Regions from separate parts of the Anas platyrhynchos genome. Here region 1 is linked to region 2. Evidence: chromatin contacts called from public Hi-C data. All regions are on one chromosome and are shown on one strand. The core of a region is the stretch at or near the end of the contact, and the rest is flanking DNA. Distances in the headings are between cores, read along the strand shown.

Region 1 (6,449 bases), core at 714-3,213, 190 kb after region 2:
GCTCAGCCTGCCCTGGCTCACGTGGCCGAGTTTGGGTCCAAGACAAGTACAGGGAAAGGTTAGAGGCAGAGGACTCGAGACGCCAGTTGAGAAGGGAGCGGGCAGCCAAGCAGCCGAGCTGCACAGCTGACTGTCATGAGCTCTGTGCAGATTCTTCTCCACCGTCTCCTCCGCACACTCAGGATCCGGCCGCGGGAGCTGCCACCCCGCTGCACCCACCCAGCGATACGTCTTCATAAACACTGCTGTCCCCATTTCTCAGCCCGATAGGATTATTTGTGCTATGCCCAGCTCCACCCGCCTCCCCGCTGCGGAGCTGTGTGGGGACCCCGGTGGGCGAGCAGGGATGGTGCCCAAACGGGACGGTGCCCAGCCTGTGGGTTGCATTTCCCTGTAGCAGGGACTCGGATCTGGAGGGACAGCAGGAGCCCAAGGGCTGTGAGGTGCCCTCAGCCCCTGCAAAGCACAAAAAGGCCCAGAAGGGAAAAGGGAGGAGCAGCCCCAGGCAACCCCAGCACACCCGTTACGGGACCTGAGGGCGATGCAAGAGATCTGCCAAGACAAACACAAGCACACGCAACTCATCAAACCTCCTCACGTATGTGTTCCTCCGGACCTGCTGCACAGCCCAGCTAGGGTGAGTAAGTCTGGGGTGGACAGAGCAGGAAAAGGGCACATCTGGAGCTGGGGCCAGGTTCGGGCAGACACCGATAAAACTACTGACAAGGCAGGAGAGGAGGAAGAGGTGATAAGGGGTTGGGGTGGTGGCCACCACATCACAGAGCCAAGGCACTTCCCTGGGTGCAAGGAGAGGATATCGGCCCTGTTTACACTCTCCTCAATCCCGGAGACAGCCAGCTTGTTCTTTCGCTTTCCTCTGACTGTTGCTGACCGCCACAAGCCAGCTGGGGGGGACCCAAAACAAACCCCTGATCTGCACAGAGCTCAGGCTGCCTGGATCTGCTGACATGAGGCACTCTGCGCGTCCTTGTAACCCAAATGCAACACGAACAGTGTGTCACTGGGTCACCCCGGTCTAAGGCAAACGGGGCGGGGAGAACATTTTGGTCTTTGTTTTACAGTTGCTGCCAAGATTCACCCACAAGGTCTCCATGGATGCCTGGAAGCGCACCAAAGTGTAAATAACAACAACAACAACAATAATAATAATATAAAAACTCGAGAAAAAGACAGCCCCGCAGCTGTTGGGAAGATGCCCTGGAGTGTGCAGGAATGTGCTCCCCAGGACAGCGGGGCAGCAGGGGTGCAGTGGGCACGGAGCCACCTCGGTGGGGGACAGCGGCACCGTCCCAAGCACAGGAGGATGGAACCGGGGAGTCCTTCTGCGGGGACCCCACAGCCAACAGGTTCCTGACTCCCCCCGCAAACGCTGCCCCTCACCAAGGCAGGGACACTTTCCGGGGGTGACTCCAGGGGCGCAGGCTGCCCCAGCACCCCTTAGCCCCAGTGGCACCCCCTGGCACATCCCTACCCACATTCTCCCCCCACTTTGCCCGGGTGGGGAACGGGTCCCGGTACCGGGACAGCCCCAGCAGCGCTGCCCTCCTCCTCCTCCTTTTCTTCCTCCTCCTCCTCTTCCTCCCACCATCCCGGAGCTCCCCGGGGATCGGCAGCGCCCGCCCTTTGTTTGCCCAGGGCCGGGCCGGGTGCGCCCCGAGCCGTGCCGAGCCGTGCCGTGCCACTCACATAGTGCTTATTGGGGATGCGCCTCTTCTGCACGTCCAGCACCTTCACCTCCGCGATGCTCCTCCTGGGCATGCCTCTAGCCCCTCGCAGCCCGGCGCCAGGGGCCCGGCGGGGAGCGGTGGCGCTGGGGGAAGGCGCACACACACAGGGGCGCACGCAGCCGGGACCGGAGCTCGCAGCCGTGCCGAGCCGAGCCGTGCCGAGCCGAGCCCAGCCACCCGCCCGCTGCCGGGGGCGGGAGGCGGCCCCGGCCCGCCCCGACCTATCCCAGCCGGCGGGGCGGCCCTACAAGCGCCCGCTTAAAGGGGCGAGCGTGGCCGCCCGCCCCACGCGTGTTTGTCCCCTCCACGCGTGGCCGCCGCGCTAAGGGCGCAGCTGGCACAAGGGGTACCCGGCCGGCTTCTGCCTGCCCGCCCCGTGCCTTTCGTTCCCCAAAATCACGGGAAAAAAAATGGAAAAAGCTGGCGTGGATGTGGCACGGGAGACGCACAGGGATGCAGTGGCATCGGCCGCTCCGGGCATTTCGCTGTAAGTCGCCAAGGGCAGCGACCTGCAGCTCAACAGCTCCCTGTGTCCAGTGCTGGGAAGTGGCAGCCCACGAGTGGTGCTTTTCCGAATAATATGTGTGGAAAAAGCAGAGCGAGGCAGCACAAGTCCTCTGCGACTGCCCTCTTGCTTTCCCCTTCTGCCCTTTTGAAAAGCAGCATCCCGAGGTGATGCCAAAGCACAAGAGTCAGTCCAGTGCTGGTCAGGGGCAGCTCGGCTGTTTCTCCAGGAGGGCACGGCTTCTTGGGGCACAGCTTGCCTTATCTGCAACTATTTGCCTTTGTATGAAGCTGTAGGGAGTAGAAGAAGGTCCAGGATGATGCCTCCTGCCTGACATGGGGGACCTGTGTATAGGCTTCACACCCAGGGTTTGGTCCTTGACCCTGCTCTTGTCCCGTAACAACTGCCCCCAAGGCTTTGCTGACGTGGTTTCCAACAGCATCAACCCTAAGGCATTTGGGGAATGAATTGAGTAGAAAATAGAGGCTTTGTTGGCTGTGGGTATGATCGGGTCACCAGAACGGCCTTACCCAGGACTGCCTCTGTACCCTTTGAAGCTGGGAGCTGAGCCACCGCACCCCACTTGTCCCCAGCAGCCCACTCCATCGGGCAGTGCCCTTGGAGCAGTGGAGAGGACAAAGCAGTGACCTGGTGCTTCTCTGCACCAGCACCACCCTCGGCCTGCTTCTTCCCGGCAGCTTCTCAACACGTGGCATAACCACAGCTCTCTTCCCTGTTGGGCTTTTAATTACATTATAAAGTTACCCAAGACTCATGCTGGCAGGTCATTAGCTTTCATATGAATTTAATTTAATCATAAACAACTCATCTCACTCCTTGGCAGCTCCTTAAATGTGGCTCCTTTTTTTTTTTTTTTAATGCTGTTAACTTTGCTAACGCCACCATGGAGAATCAGAGAGGTGCAGGCAGGTTGCCAGGGATTTATCACCCCCCTTGCCCTCCCAAAGCTCTCGTTTTCATCTTCTTTCCCCTCAGCTGAGCACAAGACCTCTGTGCCCCTGTGGAGGAGGTGGTTGCAAAAAGGATTCTAGGCTATGTGAAGGGGAAACTACACCACTGGCACCTGCTGGCATGCCCGACTGCCACCATGCGATAAATGAGGATCAGTTAGTTGTACATTGCTCCCCTCCCTGAGTGCTATTTAAGAGTCAAAGCCTGGGGGAAGCACCAGGGCAGACAAAATGTGGCAGAACTGCAGCTTTCCATCACTTGGGTGGTGTTCTACAGGCACAAGCAGCTAGAGTTGTACTGGGTTTAAAGCCCTGCTAGATGGGCAAATAAATAATCTAAAAGATGACCAGAAAATCATTGAAAGCAGCTGTGTATAATGTCGGTAAGAGAAGAAACTAATAGTGAGGAAATGAGGAACACTGGAGAAAGTGGGAGTAAGAGAGGAATTAAACAATTACTGGTCTTTGTGTGCTTTAAAGAGAAATGGAGCAGCTGGGGGCATTGCAGCTAAGCTGGGTGGAGAAGGATGTAACCTGAAGAGCTCAGGACTGAAAGGCTGGGCAAGGTGATCACCGGGAAACAGCAGGAGGTGAAATGACATGAGGAAAAAAAAAAAAAAAAAGGCACAGAAACCTGCTAAACAATGCAATGGATGTTAAACTGCAAGGTGATGGGAATTGAGTGAGACAATTGAGTTACAAATGCTACAGCTGCCGTCCCTCCTGCTTCAGGTGCAGGTTTGTTCTGTTTAGCAGTGACTGCTGGATGCTGGGCATCTGCAGAGAAGGTGCCTGGGCTGCTGGTCATCTGTATGCACAGCTGCTCTCATGCATTCTGGTAATTTGGTTTTACAGAGTGCACAGGCTGACCCTACACTCCTCGTGCTCTGAAAACAACATAGCCAGGCTGATCGTTTTGCTGCCCAATCCATCTGTACATTAACACAGAGTCATCTAGACACCTCGGACTCATGATCACGAACCTAGGGCCAGTCTGTGCATGTCCAGGAACGTCAGTGAATGTAAACACCAGTATACAACCATGAAACAAGTATAAAAACATGCAGCAAGTTCTCAGTCTCTGCTGCTTTCCTCATCAGGAAAAAGGCCAGTTAGCAAAAAATAGTAACAATTAACAAGAAAAAAAAATATGGAAGGAGCAAATAGAGAACATGATAACAAGTATTCAAAGAGTGTTTTTACCTGGAGGTGTAGCCTCCATGAAGATGCTAAACTGTGTTTCTTGCGAGATTGGTTTGGCCTAGTTTTAGGAGCAGGGACAGCTGCAGCGCAGAGGGACAGGGTAGGACTGCCACTGCCTGCTGTGCACCCATCACCCGTACCTGCACAGCATGGCAGAGTAAGGACCAGAAGGAGAAGCAGTGAGACCAAGCAGGGAAGTCTGTGAGATGGCTCCAAAAAGGAACTTCATCCCTGCTGGTGCTTCTGTAATACCATGCTGGCCACAAACCGGGGAGATGCCAGCCCCAGAATGTCATGTTAGCATGGAGGCAGGTGGTGGCTTTGGGAAGGTGGAAAATTGGGAAAATTCTGCCTATTTTTACAGTGTTCCTGTTAAAGGTGTTCCTGTTCCATCCTCTGCCCTCTGTGAGCCCATCCCCTGGCACTGCTGTGTGCTGACCATACTGCCAGGCACCTTCATCGGTGACCCCTTGCCTTTTAATCCTGGTCCTGCAGCCACTGGTGCGAACCCACAAGAGGGTGAAACATCCCACGGTGCCCCTGGGAAGGAGACCTCGAGCTTGAAGTGGCTTGAAGCAGCCCACAGGGACACGGTCAGGCTTTGTCTGAGAAAGCTTTGCTCTCACCTCCCCTTTCTCAGGAGGCACAAAAAACCTTTGGGCATCCCCTTGCTGATAAATCCAGTTCCCAAGATCCCCACGTGGAAACATATGAGACTGAAAGCAAAAAGGAGAAGGTGTGAATGAGCTCTCCTGACATCTTGGACCCACCTGCTCCAGGGCCTAGACTCTGGTTTCCTGCCTTCACCCTCCCAGCTCCTTTCTGGGCACTGCTCTGGGCTCAGTGACATGCTGCTGGTCTGTCGGGCCGTTCCTTTACATCTGGGGTAAATCACACGTATGAAATAGCCAGCTTGTTACGCACAGGAGGTTATTTTATCTGTTTCTTCCAGGGAAAACCCACTCCAGGCTTACAGACTCTGGCGGAGAGCCAAGGGACTGCACAAAATCAATCGGAAGCACTTAAGCATCAGCATTACTTCCCCAGGGCCGTAATCTGCTTAGAGGGTACTGAAGTGACTCCATCGCACCTGGACCCCAAGAACACAGACAGCGTCTGCAGCTCCATCACTTCCGAGCACCCAGGAACAAGCAGAGGTTGGAACCGATCACCGCTGATGCCGTCAACCAGCTCCTGTGTTTAATTAACAGGTCTGATGAGAGCTGTTGAGGAGACAGAGCATGGCTTTGCATGCTGACCTGGTCACCTCCTGTGGGAGGCATGCCAGGAAGCCAGCTGGAGAGCCTTGGCCGGGTCTCTGCTGCTCCTCGGTCATGTATCAAGGCACTTGCGATGGCCGTGGAGTCCTGTGCTTGCCCCACACCTCTGGTGCGGTTGCAGGAGCAGCAGGGATGTGGCAGCAGCACATCCCACGCTGAGGTTATGTGCTACAAGGGTACAGGTGCGACTGGGGGGAGTTTAGGGATAAACGAGTTGTTTTCTGCTGCTGGGTCACAGCTGGGCTGTCCCTAGGGTCTGGCAGGTGTCAGAAATTTAGTGGAATGAGAAATGGTGCCCCACGATCACCCAGAGAAAACAGCACCTGCAGCCTTTCTGCCGCAGACAGCCCACTATTTCTGCTTACTTTCTTAATTTAAGAACTGTGAGTATTCTCCTAATCCTTCCTCACATACGGAACAAATTCATTCATCTTCCCCGAGCTCCCTGACAAAGATGAGCCAAAAACAGTGCTCTTAGCACAATACTTTACAGGGCAGATCTTTGCAGCTGGAGCGCAGTGAGGCAGCGGTTACACACCGTATTGCCACGGCTGTCCTGCACCACTTCTCTGCCACCTCCAGCAGCGATTTCCCACTGCTTTGACCCCAATATTGCCCCGTTCAGCTCTGTGCATGGATGACACTGAAGGCAGCCAGCCTGGCGGCAGTGCTCCCCTCCTGCACGGAGGTCTCACAGAAGGGAAGCAGAGCCCGTACAAGGGGACCTGAGAAGCTCCCGAGG
Region 2 (7,158 bases), core at 3,251-5,750:
AGTGACTTCATTTCATGTGGCCTGCAGCCGCGTCATTTTTTTTTTTTCCATGTTCTTATCAGATGACATTTAGGTGTGTGTTGATACACGGCCTGCCAGAGATGTCTGAAAAGTTTGCTGTGGCATCAGCAAGGACGTCTCCTTCCTTCCTGCCCTCTCCTCTCCTAGGGGAGATTGTTTGCAGAAGGCGGCAGTGGAAGGTGAGCGGACGTCTGCCTGATACCATTTCCCTTCCCTCCTCATACCAGGGTCTGTGGTTACTGCAGAAAGCTACTCCAGACCGAAATCTTGCCTAGAGTTTATGACATCTTGCAAAAAAACCTGTAACAACATGAAAATGTTTGGCTGTGTCTGAGGAGGACCCTGGACATGCTCACTGAAGGATGTCATCCTTCTGCCTGTGCTGGCTGGCTGGACATTGGTTTTGTACCAATGTGTACCGATTTTTACTTCCAAAGGTGAACCCCGAGGTACTAGCAGAGCTGGGGGGGCACATGTGTCGACCAGCAGATGTAACAAGCCCATTTCCAAGTGGCATAAGCTAAGCTGAGAGGGAAACTCTTACACTTGTCCGGGAGCACTGTCAGTGCAAATCCATCTCTGGAAATCCGTGCTCAGTTTATACCTAAAAAACTTTGCTGCTGGTTCGTAGGGAAAAGCTCCCCTCTAGTGGTTGATCCTGGCAGCTGCCAGGCACCCAGAGCAGCCCAGAGGCGCTGCCCTACACCAGAAGGCTGCAGAAACTGCACAGCACAGGCATTTACTGCATCTCTGGGTGCAGGCAGCACAAGAATAATCATAACTGATTATATTCTGTAATGAGAAGGGTGATAATGATGTCATTGAGGTATCCAGTTGTAACAATTCCTGCAGACCATTTTAGATACTATATATACTTCCATTTAGATATTTAAAAATAAGTGTCTATTTAACTCCCACAGCATCCTGAAAGCAAAATTCATATCTATTGTTATTTTATGCTTTCTACAGAGGGAGAAAGTGCTGGAAAGATACGTGAAGGACTTTGCCTGGTGTAGTCATCTGAGGTTAGGATTCAAGAGAATCCTAAGGATTCTTAGGAATCAGACTCCCTAAGGAGGGAGTCTGATTTGTCAAATCACTCAGCTGCTCTTCACAGAAAGAACAAATTTCTGTCATTCTACAAGTGGCCCTTAATGGAGTTGTACACTGAAAAAATGTAAAGTGATTCAATATATATATTCTTTGCTCTTCAACAGCTTCTTACGGGGAGCATGGGGGACTAACACACAAGTGTCCAGGATTTGAGCAACAGCATGCCCTAACACTGCAGGGATATAAAACCAGTGAGTACTGGGAGATGTGGGGTTTTGTACCAGGTCTGCCACCAAGCAACCTCGATGGAAACATTATTCCTGCTGTTGCCCAGGGATGGGGTTCTCTGTCTGCAGTTTGGGGATCAAGATTTGCGGAGTGCTTTGAGATTTGCTAATAAAATTGTTAAGTAAGAAGCTAGGTGTTCATATTATTATTGCTGCAACTCTCAGAGTTTCAGGAAGGAAGACACTGAGTTTTCCAGGATTATATTGTGACAGAACCCAAAATATCTCCTTGCGGGGCAATGGGACAGGGAATTACAAGGGCTCCTTCACAACCACCGGTCAGTTCATGGACGCCTTAGGACAGGCAGCACAATTACAGTGTATGCAACCATATGGAGCTGCAGGGACTGGCCTGAGACCATGGATGTGCCCTGGGCAGTAGCTCCAGTGCTCTCCTTGTGTAAGGTCTACTCTCATTTCTGTTTGTTTGGCACATTGTGTTACTCTCCCAGTGCTTCCAGAGCAAGGGCTGATGGGGAGAGGAATATAAATGACATGTTTTGTTACTTGCTGAGCTAATTCGCTGTCCTGTTGCTCAGGGGTTGTGACCTTGTATAACCCATAGCCCCTGTTAGAGATCGCATCCTCCTGCTTCTGCAGCAGTGAAGACAAGGCTGGCCCAGCCCTGACCGGACCTACCCTGCAGAAGTGACTGTGTGTGTGAGTGATCTCTGAAGTCTTCTGTCTTGCTGGGAAAGCTGTGGGCTGCACCACGCAGCTGGAACAGCTGGCTGAGTCGTGGTGCAGATGCCGAGTCCCTAGAGCTGAGGTGTGACAGCTTATGGGAGCTAAAGCTTTCCTTTCTGAAGGCTTTTGGATCCAGTCCAATAACACATGCTGAGCGTTAGCACTGCCTGACAGCCGCTCGGTGGTCTCAGTATGAAATGAGCTGGTGAACCTCAGCTTGGTTCCCAACGGAGACAGATGTTCCTGTTTTAAAAAATCATTACCATGGTCATTGCTAGCCAGACTGCTTCTTGGCAACAGTAGAAAGTTCAGAGCTTGAACAAACACAGAAGAATGTAAAAAAGCCTTTCTACAGGTCAGGATCGATGCATTTTGGCTTCAAATCTGCTTGGGAAATCTGTACTCTTCATGATATGGTAACTGTGGAAAAAACCATTATGAAAATTTAGCCTGATCAGGTCTTCTTCCAGAGCAAAATACTCAGGAACAACATGGAATTTTGCGGGGGGTATTTTAGGCAGTGTGATGCTAGACAGCCCTTTGTCAGAGCTGCAGTATCACCTTCTGCTGACCAGCAGGCGAGGCTGTACCTCCTGGGAATCCTGTCCCTGGGCAGCGTTTCCATCCGTGATGGGAGCAATCAGTGGGTGCAAAGTGGGGACAGGCTGCAAGGCACATTCTAAGAAGGTTTCTGCTTCTGTCCTCAGAGTAGTGTTGCCAGGCTCCCTTCAGCCTGCCCTGAGTGCCTGCGAGTGTCCAGCTGAGGGCCGTGGAGTGGCTTGTCTGGGTTTCTCCTCCTCCTGGGGACAGCCTGGAGGCTGCTCCAGCAGGGATGGGAGCAGATGGAGATAAAAGGAGGCTGTTCTTATCCATCTGGAAATTCTTGCTGGGGCTGCAGGGGCTGAGATCCTGGCTACACTGCAGGAAACAAGATGGTTGAGTAATGGAGAGTGTTGAGCATGCCAACCACATGGCTCCAGGGCCCATTTCCCTGGCCTTGGGGTGATCACCTCGCAGTAGGCAATCCGGGGACTCACTGCTTCTGAATACAGGTTCCCATTGCACCTGCTTAGGGAGCTGCAACTTCCCTGTTATTAGAGGGCTGGGAAAGCTTCTCAGGGTGCTACTCACCCTCCTCAGGAATGAAAGCGTGTCTAAGTGCCTTTTGGGAACCAAGAGGGCAAGGCGTCTCCTCCCTTTTGCTTTGAGAAAGTCTGAGAACCAAGTGCCCTTTCGTTGCAACTGCTGCTGTTACTCAGGGCTCCAGGTCGCGTCCTGCCGCTAGCCCCGACTTGCCGGGGATGTCACAGGATCTGCTGCGAACACTCAGCAGTTCTGCATCATGCTGCTGCTGCTGGTAATATTTTTAGAAACCCAAACCACACGAATGACCCCAAACCTGGTGATGAGACGGCTACAACTGCCATGTGCGAGGATATCATCGACGGCTCCGGAGGCCGCTTTGGAAGTTGCTGAAGCACTCGAGATCTTGCTGTGCTGCTCCCACCTAATGGAGAAGATAAAAAATGCATTAGCAGATAGATAAGGAGCATCCGCATGTCCCAGACACCGCCAGGCTCACACTCAAGGAAGACATCCCTGCCTCAGCAGGGCTCTCATCGCGTAACTGTGCTATCTGATAAGGGGCACTGGGATGCTGGGGCACTGCGGAGGCTTTGCTGTTCCTCTTCTCCCGGACCCGGCCCTTTCCCTGGCTCGAGGCAGCAGTGTGCTCATCTATCTGCATGCCGTGTTCTCGCCGTGTCTTTCTTTTCCAGGGCAGGACACGTCTTTATCTACATCTAAGCAATTCAAAGCTGCTGGCATCCAGTAACCGTGATCTGGTTGCGGCTGTGAAAGAGGAACTTGGCACTGGGATAAATGGTGCCCCCCTGCTGCCATCTTCTCCATTCTCTCTGTTACCCCCAGGGGTGGCCAGGCTGCCGTGACAGCTCAAGAATCTCACACCTCCTGTTTTGCTCATTTACAGCTTCCACAACCCACATCGGCCCCATGGAAAACAGATGAGGAAATGGAGTAATGGGGGAACAGAGTGCCTGGGGGGGAGGACAGCAGGACTCATTTCTGCTATAAATCTGCCAGCTCGCCGTCACGAGAGCATGGCAGGGCACAGATTTGAGACAGGGGCACAAATCTTGGTCCTGTTGGAAGCTGCCATGCCAAAGCTTTTCCAGAACACAGCCCCAGCAGCGCACCTCGCTGCGGGCACGGGCAGCCCTCACCCCACACCCTCACAGCGCCGGGCGCCATGAGGCAGGTCCACGGCCCCGGGGGCGGGCCTGCGGGCAGGCACCCGGCCGCCTTCAGGCCGCTTCCAAGCCGCTCGTAGCCGCCCTGAGGCCGCCTCCCAGCCTCTCGCAGCCGATCCCGGGCGGCCCCAGCCCGGTGCGGCTCCTCCCGCAGGCTTGCGGTTGGCGGTGGCGGCCTCGGGGCGGGGCGGGCGCCAGCTTCGAACCGGCGGCGCGGCGCTGCCCGCCCGCCTCACAGCGCCCCGCTACCTCCATGGGGAACACCGAGTCCGTCCTGCGCGGTGCCGCCGGCCCCGGTAAGTGCGGGGACAGCTCTGCCTTCCCCCTCAGGCTGCCTTCGTCCCCGTTGTCCCCTTCCCTTCCCGTGCTGTCCCCCCTCGCTGCCATCATCCCAACCCTTTCGCCCCCTCAGCCGCCCGCCTAGCCGCGCTGACAGGCTGAAGGGGGTTTGGGGGGGAAGCCAACAAAAGTGCTGGCGTTGGGTTTTGCGGGTGGGTGGCAGTTTTGAGGTGTTTTAACGTGGTTTTGTGCCTGGCCTCCGTGTTCCCCCCCCCCCCCCAGCCGCCTGCTTGGTTGGCTGGGTTTGAAGGGAGCTGCTGGCGGAGCTCAGCCAACCCGCGCCAGGTGCCAAGGCTGCGACGTGCAAATAAATAACACGGGCTGGGGATGCCAAGGGAACAGGGAGCTCCCAGAGGCTGCCACCGCCGCTGCTGCCACCCTCCCGTAACGGCTTTCCGCAAGGCCGGGCTTGTTTCTCCTCAGTCTCTCCTTGGCTTCGAGCCCTTGGCATCTCGGTGCCGCTTCCCAGATGCTCGGGAGCTGCCACGGGCCATCGGGATGAAGCGTTGCCCTTCCTCACGCTCAGTGGGAAGGTGAGGAATGCGATCAAATTTTCAGGTGGTTTGATAGGGTTTAGTGGCTACTTTCAAAAAGTTGTCAGCGTTTGCTTTCGTTTTCTCTTCGTCTGGGGGAAAAGCAAAGCATCTTGTTGCTGGCAGCGTTCCCTAAACATGAGCAAGTCCCGCAGGACACGGTCTGCATGAGGGCAGAGCTGGGTGCTCCTGCCTCAGCGCCCTGTCAGGAGGTCGGGGACCCTCCGAGCTGTGCCAGGAGCCCCAAACCACGCTGCCCTCCTCTCTGGTGAGTGCCAAACACATCTGCAGAGATCCAGGTGATCTGCATTAAGTATGCTCACACTGATGCCAAGTGCTGCCCAGTGCAGGAGAAAAAGGCACTCCGAGCAATGCAGGCTGTGATTTTGGGGTATTTACTGCAGATTTAGGCACCTCGCTTCTGGAAATGGGTGAGTGCAGGCAGTGGGCAGAACAAGAGGAAAAAAAAAAGTGACTTTTGATCCTGGTTTCCTAGTCCTGTTGCTCACGTGTGCGGGGCAGTACTGAGTTCAGGTGTGTATGTACATTAAGGGAGGGCCTCTGCTGTTCTGCAGGGTGTTGCTGGCACCCGGGGATTAGGCAATGATTGTGTTCCTGGGGACTGCGTGCCCGGGGTGTAATGTTCTGCCCTAGCTGGTTCCCTTGTTTCTTGTATTTCTTTCTCCTGGGAGCTGCTCCTGCTGTGTTTGTTTTTTGGGGTAGTCAGTCACCATTAGGCTTACATGTTTGCTATGTAATGGAAGATTGTTTCTAACCGATGCGTAACTGTGCTTCCTAGTGTCGGTTTTGGGTTTGAAATCCAAACATCGAGGCTTTGATTATAAAGCCAGTTCTGCAACACAGTACCCGAGATAACATTTTTAAAGTTAATGTACTGTCAGGCAAGTCAGCCCTCGGTAATACATTATGTCAACAGCTACTGCTGCGCTCCCGTTTGCTCAACAGGGAAGACAAATAAATGCGTTCACTGGCGGTTCCAGCAGCGGATAGCAGGGTTTGGACAGAGGTGGAATTAATTGTCAAGGACTGAGAAAGTAAGAACATATAAAAATCTCAGCCTGCTCTCAACCTGAAGTAATTTCTCCATTTGCACAATGTAGTCACAGAAAAATGTGTATGCTCCGAGCAGTGAGATGTGGAGCCTGGTGCATTGGTGGCAGTTCTTGGTTTGCGCTCTTCCTTATGCATTTCCCTTAAAAACTGGAGCTGTGGCTAACTAAGGTACGAGGGAGCTGTATTTTAAATACTGCTTTGTGTATCTCTGTACAGAGCAGCAGGGCAGGGGCTTGGGTACCGGGGTGAGCTGTGCGGGACGAGGCTGCCCCTGCTCCAGGAGAGCCTCGCTGACAGCAGGGCACCAGGCTGCGATCCCTCGCTAGAGGGCAGCCGGGATTAAAGAAGGCAGCTCTGCTCTGCGGAACCGGCCCAGGAAAAAAAAAAAAAGAGCTGAATAAATGCCAGGAAAAGGACACTGCCAAGCAGGTTGCTTAAGGGATTGAGCCTGGCCAAAAGGAGAGCAAATACCATCCTGCAGCTCGTCCCCAAGGGGAGGAAACCTCTCCTGGTAGCTGGGGAGGGCACATCTCAGATTGGTTCTTGTTTCTTGTGTGTGCTTTTGCCTTTCCCCTTCTGCAGAGCTCCTTTCCCTTGGAGAACCAGGACAAGTTGTAGCAGTTGACAGCTTGTGACAGCTTAGCTGTGCTCATAGCGTGAGCGCTTGTTAAATCTGGACGGAGGTGTAATTCTTCTGCACCCCGAGTGCGGGTGCCTTTCACGTCACGGCAGGCTGACACTTGCATGGGACTCTCTCAGATGGACGTGGCTGGGGGCTGATGCCAGGCTCAGACCTTTAGGTTGGGACCTGTACGGGGTGGTTGGATATCACAGCGTCTGGTCTAACTCCTGGAGAACAGTTTACAACAGACAGACAGGTCTCCAAGGAGTAAT

The links. A called contact is a pair of places that touch in the nucleus more often than the background predicts.
Region 1: a contact with region 2 is called in a Hi-C map of subcutaneous adipose tissue, with 2.6 times the contacts expected there. The contact joins the promoter of SH3PXD2B here to the promoter of NEURL1B in region 2. A contact is called at or near these places in 2 of 8 Hi-C or Micro-C datasets (skeletal muscle and subcutaneous adipose tissue).

Annotation. Positions count from the first base shown.
Region 1 is chr14:11,154,073-11,160,521 of IASCAAS_PekinDuck_T2T, forward strand. SH3PXD2B (SH3 and PX domains 2B) reads right to left here and starts at 1,964. Exons shown (of 15, transcript XM_038186487.2): 1 at 1,708-1,964. The coding sequence starts at 1,779.
Region 2 is chr14:10,959,785-10,966,942 of IASCAAS_PekinDuck_T2T, forward strand. It overlaps NEURL1B (neuralized E3 ubiquitin protein ligase 1B), which reads left to right and starts at 4,501. Exons shown (of 5, transcript XM_038186493.2): 1 at 4,501-4,614. The coding sequence starts at 4,572.